Regions from separate parts of the Mus musculus genome. Here regions 2, 3 and 4 are each linked to region 1. The links are chromatin contacts, called in public ChIA-PET and Hi-C maps. All regions are on one chromosome and are shown on one strand. The core of a region is the stretch at or near the end of the contact, and the rest is flanking DNA. Distances in the headings are between cores, read along the strand shown. Region 1 overlaps Cd47 (CD47 antigen (Rh-related antigen, integrin-associated signal transducer)). Region 2 has its middle 91 kb from the start of Gm4802. Region 3 overlaps Bbx (bobby sox HMG box containing). Region 4 overlaps Bbx (bobby sox HMG box containing).

The links. A called contact is a pair of places that touch in the nucleus more often than the background predicts. ChIA-PET counts read pairs in DNA pulled down with a chosen protein or histone mark.
Region 2: an RNA polymerase II ChIA-PET map of memory CD8 T cells shows a contact between it and region 1, with 171 read pairs. The contact joins two enhancer-like sites. A contact is called at or near these places in 10 of 484 Hi-C or Micro-C datasets (the G1E-ER4 cell line, Sertoli cells, Th2 cells and 4 more), 4 of 115 datasets of contacts at active chromatin or transcription factors (cardiomyocytes, effector CD8 T cells, large pre-B cells and 1 more) and 1 of 9 other capture datasets (embryonic stem cells).
Region 3: an RNA polymerase II ChIA-PET map of memory CD8 T cells shows a contact between it and region 1, with 8 read pairs. The contact joins two enhancer-like sites. A contact is called at or near these places in 1 of 484 Hi-C or Micro-C datasets (large pre-B cells) and 1 of 115 datasets of contacts at active chromatin or transcription factors (memory CD8 T cells).
Region 4: a contact with region 1 is called in a Hi-C map of Th1 cells, with 3 times the contacts expected there. The contact joins two enhancer-like sites. A contact is called at or near these places in 1 of 15 datasets of contacts at CTCF or cohesin (large pre-B cells), 1 of 484 Hi-C or Micro-C datasets (Th1 cells) and 1 of 115 datasets of contacts at active chromatin or transcription factors (CD8 T cells).

Annotation. Positions count from the first base shown.
Region 1 is chr16:49,906,128-49,908,877 of GRCm38.p6, forward strand. It overlaps Cd47 (CD47 antigen (Rh-related antigen, integrin-associated signal transducer)), which reads left to right. Exons shown (of 9, transcript NM_001368415.1): 8 at 654-685. Among named protein-coding and RNA genes, the nearest start is that of Gm19723, 48 kb to the right of the region's middle. Within about 2 kb of position 1,399, at least 87 of the 459 cell types and tissues checked have an H3K27ac peak or open chromatin away from gene starts, as enhancers often do. A contact at or near this core is called in Th1 cells, cerebral cortex, effector CD8 T cells and 1 more, where this site is marked.
Region 2 is chr16:49,502,031-49,504,780 of GRCm38.p6, forward strand. No RefSeq gene overlaps it. Among named protein-coding and RNA genes, the nearest start is that of Gm4802, 91 kb to the left of the region's middle. Within about 2 kb of position 1,326, at least 86 of the 459 cell types and tissues checked have an H3K27ac peak or open chromatin away from gene starts, as enhancers often do. A contact at or near this core is called in cerebral cortex, effector CD8 T cells and memory CD8 T cells, where this site is marked.
Region 3 is chr16:50,297,606-50,300,355 of GRCm38.p6, forward strand. All of the region lies in intron 3 of Bbx (bobby sox HMG box containing), which reads right to left. Among named protein-coding and RNA genes, the nearest start is that of Bbx, 130 kb to the right of the region's middle. Within about 2 kb of position 1,331, at least 25 of the 459 cell types and tissues checked have an H3K27ac peak or open chromatin away from gene starts, as enhancers often do. A contact at or near this core is called in memory CD8 T cells, where this site is marked.
Region 4 is chr16:50,204,574-50,207,323 of GRCm38.p6, forward strand. All of the region lies in intron 14 of Bbx (bobby sox HMG box containing), which reads right to left. Among named protein-coding and RNA genes, the nearest start is that of Gm4827, 130 kb to the left of the region's middle. Within about 2 kb of position 1,383, at least 29 of the 459 cell types and tissues checked have an H3K27ac peak or open chromatin away from gene starts, as enhancers often do. A contact at or near this core is called in Th1 cells, where this site is marked.

The sequences.
Region 1 (2,750 bases), core at 149-2,648:
CCTCTATTATTGCATCTTCATTAGCTAATCTGTGCAGAAGCAGTAAAGGTTGCAACTCAAAACACCAGGGAGGAATACACAGAGGGAGGAGCCCTGGTTTGGTTTGAAACTACCAATCTGGGGTAGCTCTAAGCTCGAGGGAGGGAGGGAGGGAGGGGGCGTTGAAGGGCTCATGCTTTGTTGTAGCGTGCTAGCTGCCTAGAGCTTTGAGGACTGGGAATATGAGAGAAAGGAAGAAAAGGCTGCTCAGTTCGGAACAAGGAGAGTGTGTTGAGAGAGGGGAAGTCACTCGTTGCCCTATTCTGGCCATCCCAGCTGGGAAGGAGAAAGAGATGGTACCCTGGTAACAGTGAGTAGTTGACAGCCTCTCTTCAACATGAGGTATGACAGGTATCTGACATGAGAGAGGCATGTGCACATGAGTGAGTCTATTTTTTTTTATTTGCTGTAGGCATCTCTTTGCTTTTCTCCTGTCAATGCATTTAATCAAGAGTCCTCTGTAGTTTTCAAGTAGACCATCAAAGCTACAACTCCTGCACTGGAGTCTCTAGTACCTTCTGGCTTTAGTCCTGAACATGTATGTTATCTTAAAATTAAGTATTATATTGCTTTATGTATCTTATTGGTTGCATTTATGCTTTTATTTATACCAGCTTCCAACCAGAGGACTATCCAACCTCCTAGGGTAAGTCCAAGTTTATGAAATTAATTAAAAGCAGTTGTTTGGTGGATTAAAATGAGGGGTTGGAACATTGGACTGTTTGGTTCTATGCTTAATGTGACATCAAATTAAGGCAATGCTGAAGTCATTTCAGGGCCTGTGTATGAATAGGTCTGTTTGTGTCATAAGATTTACCTTGAGGCATTTAAGTACTGATGAGACAGAAGTGTCCCTGTAAGTTTGTACTCCCTATGTAGATGCAGAATCTATGAGGGGGAATATAATTATCTCTTCCATCAGCAGGAAGCTGATTCCACTGTGTCTCCCCATCTGTTGGATTTGTGTGATGTGAGTTTATAGAGTGACAGTTTTGAGCACGACATTAAGGAAGAAAAGTTTGTGTTAAATTGACTTCCTTAAAAAGTATAGTCTGTAAGGTATATGTTGTTGAAGAGATCCATTCCAAATAATGACCTACGATTTTATCAGCATTTTTCCTTCCTAAAGGTTTTATTGTATTTGAATACCTCCATAAGGTCTTTGGGAAAATTCTAAGAAAAAGATCAAATTCAGGAGGAAATGTATGAGAAAAAAAATTACTGTATAAACTCACCATGGTGACAGACCTGAGAGTTCTTACATGGAATTAAGATCTGAAGTGGGAGTATATTGGACTCAGCTTCCTGTCCACAGTGACTGGCAGATAACTCTGGCAGCCTCTAAGGACACGCCCAAAGGGCGGGCTTGGGAGAATGTGTTAATTCACCTCTGCCTCTTATTCTGAGGAGACTGGTGACACAGCTGTGTTAGCCACAAGCAGCTAACAGTTCTCCTAGAGCCGCTTAGAGATAACCTAAGCAATGGACCGTTAAATCCTACCAATTTTCTTGCTGTTACTGAGTTCAATTTGCATGATGTGAAAATGATTCTGCTTTGCTACCATCTCTTATTTAACTGTGTTTTCTATCTGTTACTGCAATTTGCATGTTTGTACATTAATACTTTTATAAGAATTTCTTGAACTGAGAATGGTGGGTGGAGTAGGGAATTATTCACAGAAAAAAATACTAAGAGAATAAGGCAGCTATTATTAAACTATTAACTAGCCTTGGGAAGCTTTGTTTCATTAGCTTTTGCTGTCTCATTTTGCTTTTAGACCATAGGATTCTCCACTTATAATACAAGTTCAATGATAGTGTAAGTTTTAGCATAAAACACATAAAGTAATGTACATTTTCTATAAATATATTTTAAATATTTTCCAGAAAGCTGTAGAGGAACCCCTTAACGGTATGTGATCATTATAAGTCTGGGTCTATTAGCAGATCGTAATTTGAACTGATCCTCAAAGACGTTAGAATGCCCACCAATCCCTTGGGAAGAATCCAGTTTGGGAGTTTTGTTTGTTTGCTTGCTTTTTTTGTTCATATGTTTTCTGGCCTTGATCTCTCAATACTTTCTTGATTCTTCATCAGAAATTGGCAGTGTTGCTTTTGTAATGTTCTCACTGTCCCGTGCTATACTGAGTGACATTTGGGCAAGGGGACCATTGAGCCTTTTTTTTTTTTTTTTTTTACTGGACAAGATGAAGTGTCACACCCTCAGTAAAGAATCATCCCTGTGGCTTCTGATTTCTAGAAAAATCCAGGCTGCCACTATGGAGTGATACCAAAATGTGTCACTTACTTTCTATGTAAATCTAGATCTGTATTCCCCAGAAAGTCTGTTTGCTTTTGTGGGTGCTGTGGGTGTGAGCTTTGCAATGAATGATAGCCTCAAATGAGTCTAGCTGTCTAGTTAAGGGATACTTGGCATTGTGTTGTTGGCATATCTGTTTATGTTGAGATTATTTCTAACTGTGAAATCTTACTAACTTGCCTTCTGACTAATTGCCTGCTTGTTACTAATCCTCAGCATTTAAAGAGTCAAAAGGAATGATGAATGACGGTAAGTATTAAGTTTGCATGTGATTGTGCCCTGGTTGATGCATGGACAGATGAGTTTTAGAGCTCACCCATGGTTGTGCACTGGTTGACACACATGGATGTTTACAAAGGAAGCAGAGAGCTTTCTTGAAATTACAACTTTT
Region 2 (2,750 bases), core at 76-2,575, 400 kb before region 1:
TAGGGGCATCTTTATAACAGTCCTGGGAATAAATCCTTCACCTTTATCTAACTACTCAGAGATTCAGTAGATCTTCCTACCATAATAAGAGTCCTTTACACAGTAAAATCTGTTAAGTGCATCCTGAACCATTTTATTCTGCATTTGGTGGCATTAGGGCACTACTGTGTTGCTTGTTCCCTAAATGCTTTTCCCTCTATCTGTCTGTAATGTCTATAATTAAACATAAGGGCCCAGCTAGGAGTTGCATCCTTCCTTGTTCTACATTTCTAATACCCTTGGCTGAGTCTTCCTAAAAGTGGAATATTCTAGAAAAATTCAAGCGTAATAAATGTAAGCATCTAAATATAGTCACATCCAACCTGGAAGTTTTCTATTTTAAAAACTACTTTAGAATTCCAGTTCTTGAGCCTAAGAACCTCAGTTCCGTGAGGGGAAAAATATGGCCTGTACAAACAACTAGTCCATCCTGTTCTAACCTTTAGGGTCTAGTTTGAACCCAGAGCTCTCCCAGGAACCCTGAAGAGAGCTGCTTCAGCAATGGAGATTTTTGAGATTTAAAGAACCCCAAAAGTTCAATTCAGGCAGGGCCTTCGTTGGATGCCTTTAACATATTCACTTCAGAGAGCTCTGGAGTGAGATGAGAAGAGTCTCCGTCACGGCAGCTTCAACTCTCAGAAGCGGAAGCAGAATTTGAGAAGAAAAGGAAGAAACAGAAAACCAGAGGTTTGCACCCTCGCGCTGATGAGCAGCGGCTGTGGGTTTCGGAATCTTCTCAGGAACAGAGTACATCCTATGTGGCTGCCTTTAGGACAAGGTTTGGGGTCTTGCCAAAAAAACAAAGCAAACCAAAACCAAACCCAAACAAACAAAAACCAGTCTCACTGAGCTCTAGAACCTAGGGCATTAGTGCGATATCATTCACATGGAGCAAACAATGCTAATAGCTGCAGGTTTTATTTTCTTATGTTCAGCTGTCATATGAGGCCCCAGGAAAACATCAAAATGCACTCACAGGCCACACACACACACACACACACACACACACACACACACACACACTCGCGCACACACGCAGAGGGGGGCGGGGTGAGAGAGAATTCGAGTATCCTTGAATTCAAATCCCTTTCTTAGGTGTCAAAAAACTGAAGATGCTGAAGCATGGAAGAAACACCTGTCAGATGAGAAAGAAAGAAGTGTTTGCAAGTCCCTGCCTGCTACAGGGAAAGGGCAAAGGCAAAACTATGGCTGCTTGATGCATCCCTACTGAAAGGACTGAGTGTTAATGGTGTTAGTGTAACTAAGTGACATAGGCTCCCATTTGCTGGATCTCTTCTTTATTCTGTCATGGCAAGTTGGTGACTTCACACATTATGTTGCTTAGCTTCTAGGGGGAAGGTGGGAGATAAAACAAATCAAAACAAAAACAAAACAAAAAGCCCACCAACTACAGAAGGTGGGGAGGGAGGGGAGGGAGTCAACATTGCCAAAGTGTTTCTCAGCATACAGATCAAAGGTACAATTACAAACTCGGGTGATTAACAACAATTATATTATCTATCTGATTAGTTCCCCTAGGTCAAAGCTATGTGTTAAAAAGGAAATCGTTTGAGCCTGAAGTTTAACTTGGTTTCAATATATTGGCTAGGCAACTAAAGGACAGTCAAAACCAAAACAAAGGAAGCCCATTAATGTGTAGACTGGCTTCTTTCTCAAAGGTTGTTTTCAGCCTCAGTTCCCATGAGGTCAATATTTAATAAGGGTGTCAAGCTAAATTTGGCTGCTTGTGTGTTTGAGTTAGCCTAGCTCTTGCTTTCTGGCATTTCATAGAATTGACTGTGGTGAGAAAATCTGGTCTACTTGAAAGACTGCGAATCAAGCTCTCAAAGAAGGTTCTGATGCACTGCAAAAATACTGTGCCTTGAAGTCTGTCCTACTTCCTTCCACAAAGAACAAAAACTGAAAGTACTTTTGCAAGGGAGAAAAAAAAAAAAAGCTTGATTTCAGGTAACGTCAAACCTCAGCTATAAATAAACTCTGTGAGGAAACTGAATCCGCAGAGAGTCTGTGTCGCATCAGGTACATCCGAATGTCGGAGAACAGCTTCCCAATTATAATCATCAGTGCAAAGGAAGTCAGAGATCCAAACAGCTAAGGTTAAGAGGAGAAAGCTGAAGGGATCATGAGCTGTGATGGGCGGGAAAAGGAAGGGGCGGCTGAGGCTCTGGCATGAGCTCAGTATACGCGCGTTAGCTGATGACTCACAGTGGCTATAATCAGTACATCCAGAAAGGACAGATGAGCATCTCACAAAACAGTGCGCACCACCCCAGACCCTCGCTGCTCTGTACGAGTGCAGATTGCAGCAAATGCCCTTCCCTAATCGTGTGATTCAGTCTGAGTCTAGTGCAAGGAGGAAAGGGCGTAGAATTCCAAGGGAAAATATATGTAGTCACGAAAGTCCAAGCAATCAAGAATAATAAGACAAATTTTAGACCTCAAAGGAAATTATCACCAGAAAGCAGGATGAGGTTCAAGGTCATGCTTCTGTAATCTCCATAGAAACTCAGGCAGTCTGATAATACAGAACCCAGAAAATTGAAGGGACAGAGAAAGCAACAGAGGGCGGAGACTCGACCAGACCTTAATAATGTAGCAAATTGTGATTGAACTCACTAATTCCCGAGTGACCCAGCATGGACCCATTGGTAGGGAAATGACGGAACAGATGTTACACAGCCTCCTCTAGA
Region 3 (2,750 bases), core at 81-2,580, 390 kb after region 1:
TATAGTTTGCATAAAATCAAATAAATTTCTTACTAGTAAGACTTTAGTGTTTCTCATATATTCAGGAGTCTATTAAACCAACTTCAAAAAAAATTTAGGGCTCATCTTGAAGGTATGTTACCAAATAGTTATATGGAACCCTATTCCAATTTCTCCTCTACTGCAAATACCGTGTATGAGCTGATATGAAGAAAATGCATGTTCTGGGAGGAGCAAGATGCAAGTGTGTCAGCCATCTCACTTGGAGACATGAAGGGCCTTAGTCTTTGTTCCCAGCCCGTAACTGTGACTCTCGGGACCTGGCTAGAATTGGCCACCAAGAAAAAAGGCAGTCAGAAATTTTGCACTGTTTGGATTTCTAACAAGAAAACAACAAATCCCTCTGACACCATTATAAAGGAAAAACAAAACAAAAATAGCTGTCTTATATTAAAATTGGAATCCACAACTTCTCAAATTGAAGAAAGGCAAAAGTTGGCCATGGTCACTTCTGGATTTAGACTTGTAGGAAACTTCAGAGGTTTTTCAAGTTAAGCTGCAGCACGCTAGGACTGCATTCATAGCCCAAACAACAGTAAAGACTTTTAAGCCTGGGTCTACAGGTGGTTAAGGTTCAACTTAGCACATATGTGTATATGCATGTGCATGTCTCTGTGCATGTGTGTGTGTGTGTGTGTGTGTATGTATGTATGAATGTATATTTTGACACAGGCTCTCATATATAGCTCAGGCATTTCCCAAACTTTCCATGCCCTTCAAACTGGCCTTGAAGTAGTGATCTTCCTGTCACAGCCTCTTGAGTTCTGAGATTATAGTCTCATGACACTGAACTAACATGAAAAAATTTGAAAAAGTTGATTATATATATATATATTGTGTGTGTGTGTGTGTGTGTGTGTGAGAGAGAGAGAGATAGAAAGGACACATTTGTTCACACTATATTATAACCCTGTGAGTATTTTAAATTTGTATCATTTAGTGAGACACAAATGGCTAAAGTATTGCTTTTAAAGTTAAAATTACCAGGTTTATTGATAATAAAAGATGGCAGAAAGAATGGCTTAGTTTTTTTCTTCTCGCTCAGCTTCTGAAATGAGATGATCAATACAGGAAAAGATCCTAAGGGGCAATTTTATTCTATTCTCCTAATGAGAGAAGCAGACAAGAAAGGATCTACTCAGGGCAGTTTACAGTTAGTTCTCAAAGTTCCTGTTCTACAAATCAGCGAATAGCAGTAATAAGAAAACTCTATGGTTATGAAGGTAGAACAGAAACCAACATTGACAATCTGGTAATCAGTAAAGAGAGTTTCTGTACTGACAATCTGTGGTTTCTGGGACTTTCACAGTAACAAAATCTTAGTCAAAACGCAGACTCATGAGGAGGCATCATGTATGGGAGACATCACTTAGAGTTCATGAGAGCTAGCAACTGAAAAGTAAATACAGGGTCATGGCAAGATAACTGAATTATTCCAGTACCGATGCTGGCGACCGCTGATGAAGGAAAAGAAGGGTTAGGAAAGAAAGGAAAGGGTATGTCATACAGGCAACAGTTTCAATTTCCCCTTTCTCCTTTCCTTCAATTTCATTTACAGAAGTCTCGGTGCTTACATTGTTCAAGTGAGACTCTGCAAGTAGCTTAAAGTTGACCCCGCATTACCACCTCCAGCATTCTTTTCAGGAAGCAGCTGATTAAATACCCTCAGGGTAAGTGGGCCAGGAATAAGAAGCTGTCAAACTGACAAAGTAGTGTCTTACCTCTACAGATGCGGTCTCCTGTCACACACAGTTCCTATTTCCTTAAAACCTGCTTCTCAACTCTGGCAACCTCTTGTTAGTTACATAGCATGCAGCTTTTAAAAGCTTATAAATTCTTTTTTTTCCCCTGCTCTTCATTATTCTCTAGTTTGCAACGTGTCCTCTGCTACTGATTTGGCAGAGGCCATTAGAAAGCCACTAAACTACATTTCCATGATAGCCAGCGTTACTTTCCAAAATACCTAATCAATTTAGAACTCACAGATTCACATGTATTATAAATCTTTGCCTCACTTGGGGTATTATTTGCTCTTATAAAATGGGGTTTGTGGGACTGGGAAGATGGCTCAGCCAATAAAGTGATTGCCTTGAAAACGCAAGGACTTGAGTTAGATCTCCAGAACCCATGCTTTGTTTTGTAACAACACAGCAACAACAACACAAACAAACAAACAAGCCAGATGTGATGATGCTTGCACTCCCTCCCTATCCTGGGGATGTAGAGACCATGACCAGCCAGCTTAGCTACTTTACAAGGTCCAGGCCTCTGAGAGGCCCTGTTCCAAAAGGGGAAAAATAGCTGGCACCCTAAAAACTACACTTAAAGTGGTCCTTGAGGCACATACATGCAAGTGGCCTTGCATCCCCACATACACAACACCCCACCAAAAGAACAGGATCCCAAAAGCAAGTTTCCCATGTGAGACTCATCCACAGTCAGCATTCAGCATTCTGACTCCCAGCACAGCAGCACTAGCCGCCTCAGCTGTGAGCACACAGTATGGATCAGGGCAAGTGATGTTCAAATTAAGGAATGATAACTTTAAAAGGTCCTGCGAATACCACTGGGTCTGATATCATTTCAGCAAACCATGATGCTAATAAATACTTACAGTTCCATAAGTTCTCCTTCTCTAATAAAATGGCTATTTTCTTTTAGCTGAAAACACTGCCTCTGTACTTATTAAATGACAGCAATTTTACAGATAT
Region 4 (2,750 bases), core at 133-2,632, 300 kb after region 1:
GGCCTTCTTATAATTTAGACCTAGTCCCAGGTTCAAGAGCAGAATAGCTTTCATCATAGGTACTCAGGCTTAGACTACTGGTTCTTTGCTTCTTAGCTTAGCATGGGCCAATGGAAATATATATGTAAGCTCTTTAAATATAAAAGCTTTAATAAAAAAATTTGCTACAATTTAGTTAGGAATAATTCAAGTAAGTTTAATGACTAGATAGCCTTAAAACTCAAAGCTTCAGACAAGGTGAAAGAAGCCCAACCTGGATTTGCAATGAACATCAAATAATGTCTGTTGCACTTTCATAAGCCTCAGCTTTGCTTATCCCTCCTGTCACTCTGGAGGGATTTCTGCTCAACTCCCCAGTGCCACTGCTACTTCACAGGTGGGGATCCCCAAAACATACTCATTTCCCTTTGCTAAAAAAAATCTAAAACGTGTGGTAAGAAGTGCAAAGCACAGGGTCCAACGGTGAAAAGAAAATTGTGTTAGGAAAAGAAAAGGCCAAGTGGTTTGTGAAACATCATCTGACTTCCTGAGATAACAAGATTTCAGAGAATCCAGCCACAGACACAAGGACTCATCTCCTCTTGAACTGCAGTTTACTAACTGTGGGACCATGTGTTTCTACATACAGATGTGAACTGGGCTGGGTTAACTCTAAAGAAGACACTCAGACCTAAAAGGGTAGTTTCGCCACATAGCCTACACTAACAGTTTTATAGAAAATAATGGTGTTGAGAAGAAGAAGCATCTTTGTCAGTCCAGGGTCCCAATTAGGAGGGACACTTGTGGATTAGCATTGTTTTAACTTATTGATTTTCACTGGTGAGCCCTGAGGTAACAGCATTCTACTAAGTATTGCTCTTTTGAAAGTCTCTTCAGATGACCCTGATAAAGACACATTAGAGACCAAAGGCATGGCTGCTAAAGGCCAGGTACAGGAGGAGAATTCAGGTCCACATGCAGACAGGAGTAACAGTCAAGTTCTAGATGTCAGCTTATTAGGAGAAAGCAAAGAAGTAACAAGTTACAGACTAGGTGCAAGGCAATGTATAATATAGTCCCATGGGAACTCTGTGTCAGCGCCCCCGAATGAACTTACACAGCTAAATCTATTATTGTTATTATCATTTCACCTAAACCTAGTATCAGATCTAGAAGAAATCATAGACCCTGCAGATTATTCATACCTGACAAAGGTATGGAATAAGAGCTAAGACCGTGTTAGAGAGGTAATGAATGGAGAGCTAAAGGTCTCACTTGCCCCACACTTTGCCTTGATATTAAATCCAGAAAACACAGCTATGCACAGAGGCCTATGTACAGGGTCACCCCCTCAGGGACAATCTACTAAGATGGAAGACCTGAGGACAGTAAGGGTGAGTCAAATACATAGTCCTCTGTGACAAAACAGTACTCAGCCACACCAACCAAAGCAAAGTAAGTGAGAGGCAGGGCATGTGGGGCACAAACTCAAACAGCTCGGGAGGAAATCAAGCCTTTCTTCCCCCACTCAAACAAGCGGATGTGTGAGGAAAGAAAGACTTTGCCATCCAAAGCACATTAGTCACTTCTCTTTAGACTTTTAATTGAACACACAAAATTCCTCAGGCACTGGAACAAGTCCACAGGGCTGGCTTTCACACTCGACAATAACCATAGCACACGTGAAGTGCATCATCTGAGGGTGATAATGCCAGCTTACTCCTGGAGCCACATTAAGACGGTGGCAGAAAGAGACGGCTTTGTTTTCCAAAGTGCTCCCCAAATGTGGAAGAGTATTCTTTGGGAAAACAGCACTGTACTTGGACTGCACCCCACGAGGCTACTAGAATCGGGAATTTACATTCCAACTGGGAAATTCAGTTGCATTGAAATCATTATGGCTGTATTTGAAATCTCATTGCCTTTGGTTGGTCTCCCGTGAACTAAAACAAGTCAGATGCTGAATGAAAAGAGAAAGGAATGAAGGAGCCAGATTTATGATTCTGGGAGACTTTGCTGGAGTTATAGAGCTACAGTTCCAAACATGGGAAACAGATCCAGTTAGGGCTGTATGGATCACATTTAAAGATCTCCCTGTACAAACAGGCTGCCTGCCATTAATTCCTGGAACTATATTACAAATTGCAAAGAAACTACTCTGATGGAGATTTTGAACATATCCCTGGCTAGCTTGGCACTTATTAGATAGACCAGGCTTCCCTAAAGTTCAAGGCAACCCCCTCCCACCTTAGTCTCCAGGATGCTAGGATTACAGCAAACCCAATGAGGGCTAAAAGTTGACAGATCTGCTTGGAAAAATGAAACAGTAATGTCCAAAGTGCTTAAGTAGAAAGAATTCTGTTTTTTTCTGTCTTTATCGTTTAATTGACCTACATTTTTTTTTTAAATCAGGTGTTTGGGGCTAATAACTGTCCTTAATTCAATGGGGTCACAATCAAAATTTTAAAACCTCACAAAAAGAAAAGCCCTCTAAGTGTCATTAAGTACTAACTATCATCATACCACCATTGTGGAGTTAAAAATCTTTAGTCACCACATTCCATGGAAAGACAAACTGACTACGGTAGGTCTTCTCAGTTGACAAGAAAAATCTTGCCGATTCTAGGCGGTGGACACGTTCCCCTTCTTTCTGACACATTCTAAAAGTACCTTGTACTGTGGTTTCATCCTGTCTTTCTATATTTACGCCCCGCAAAGCAAAGTTTCACAAAGTTTAACAGACAGTGATGTGGCCATAGGTATAAGAAAGG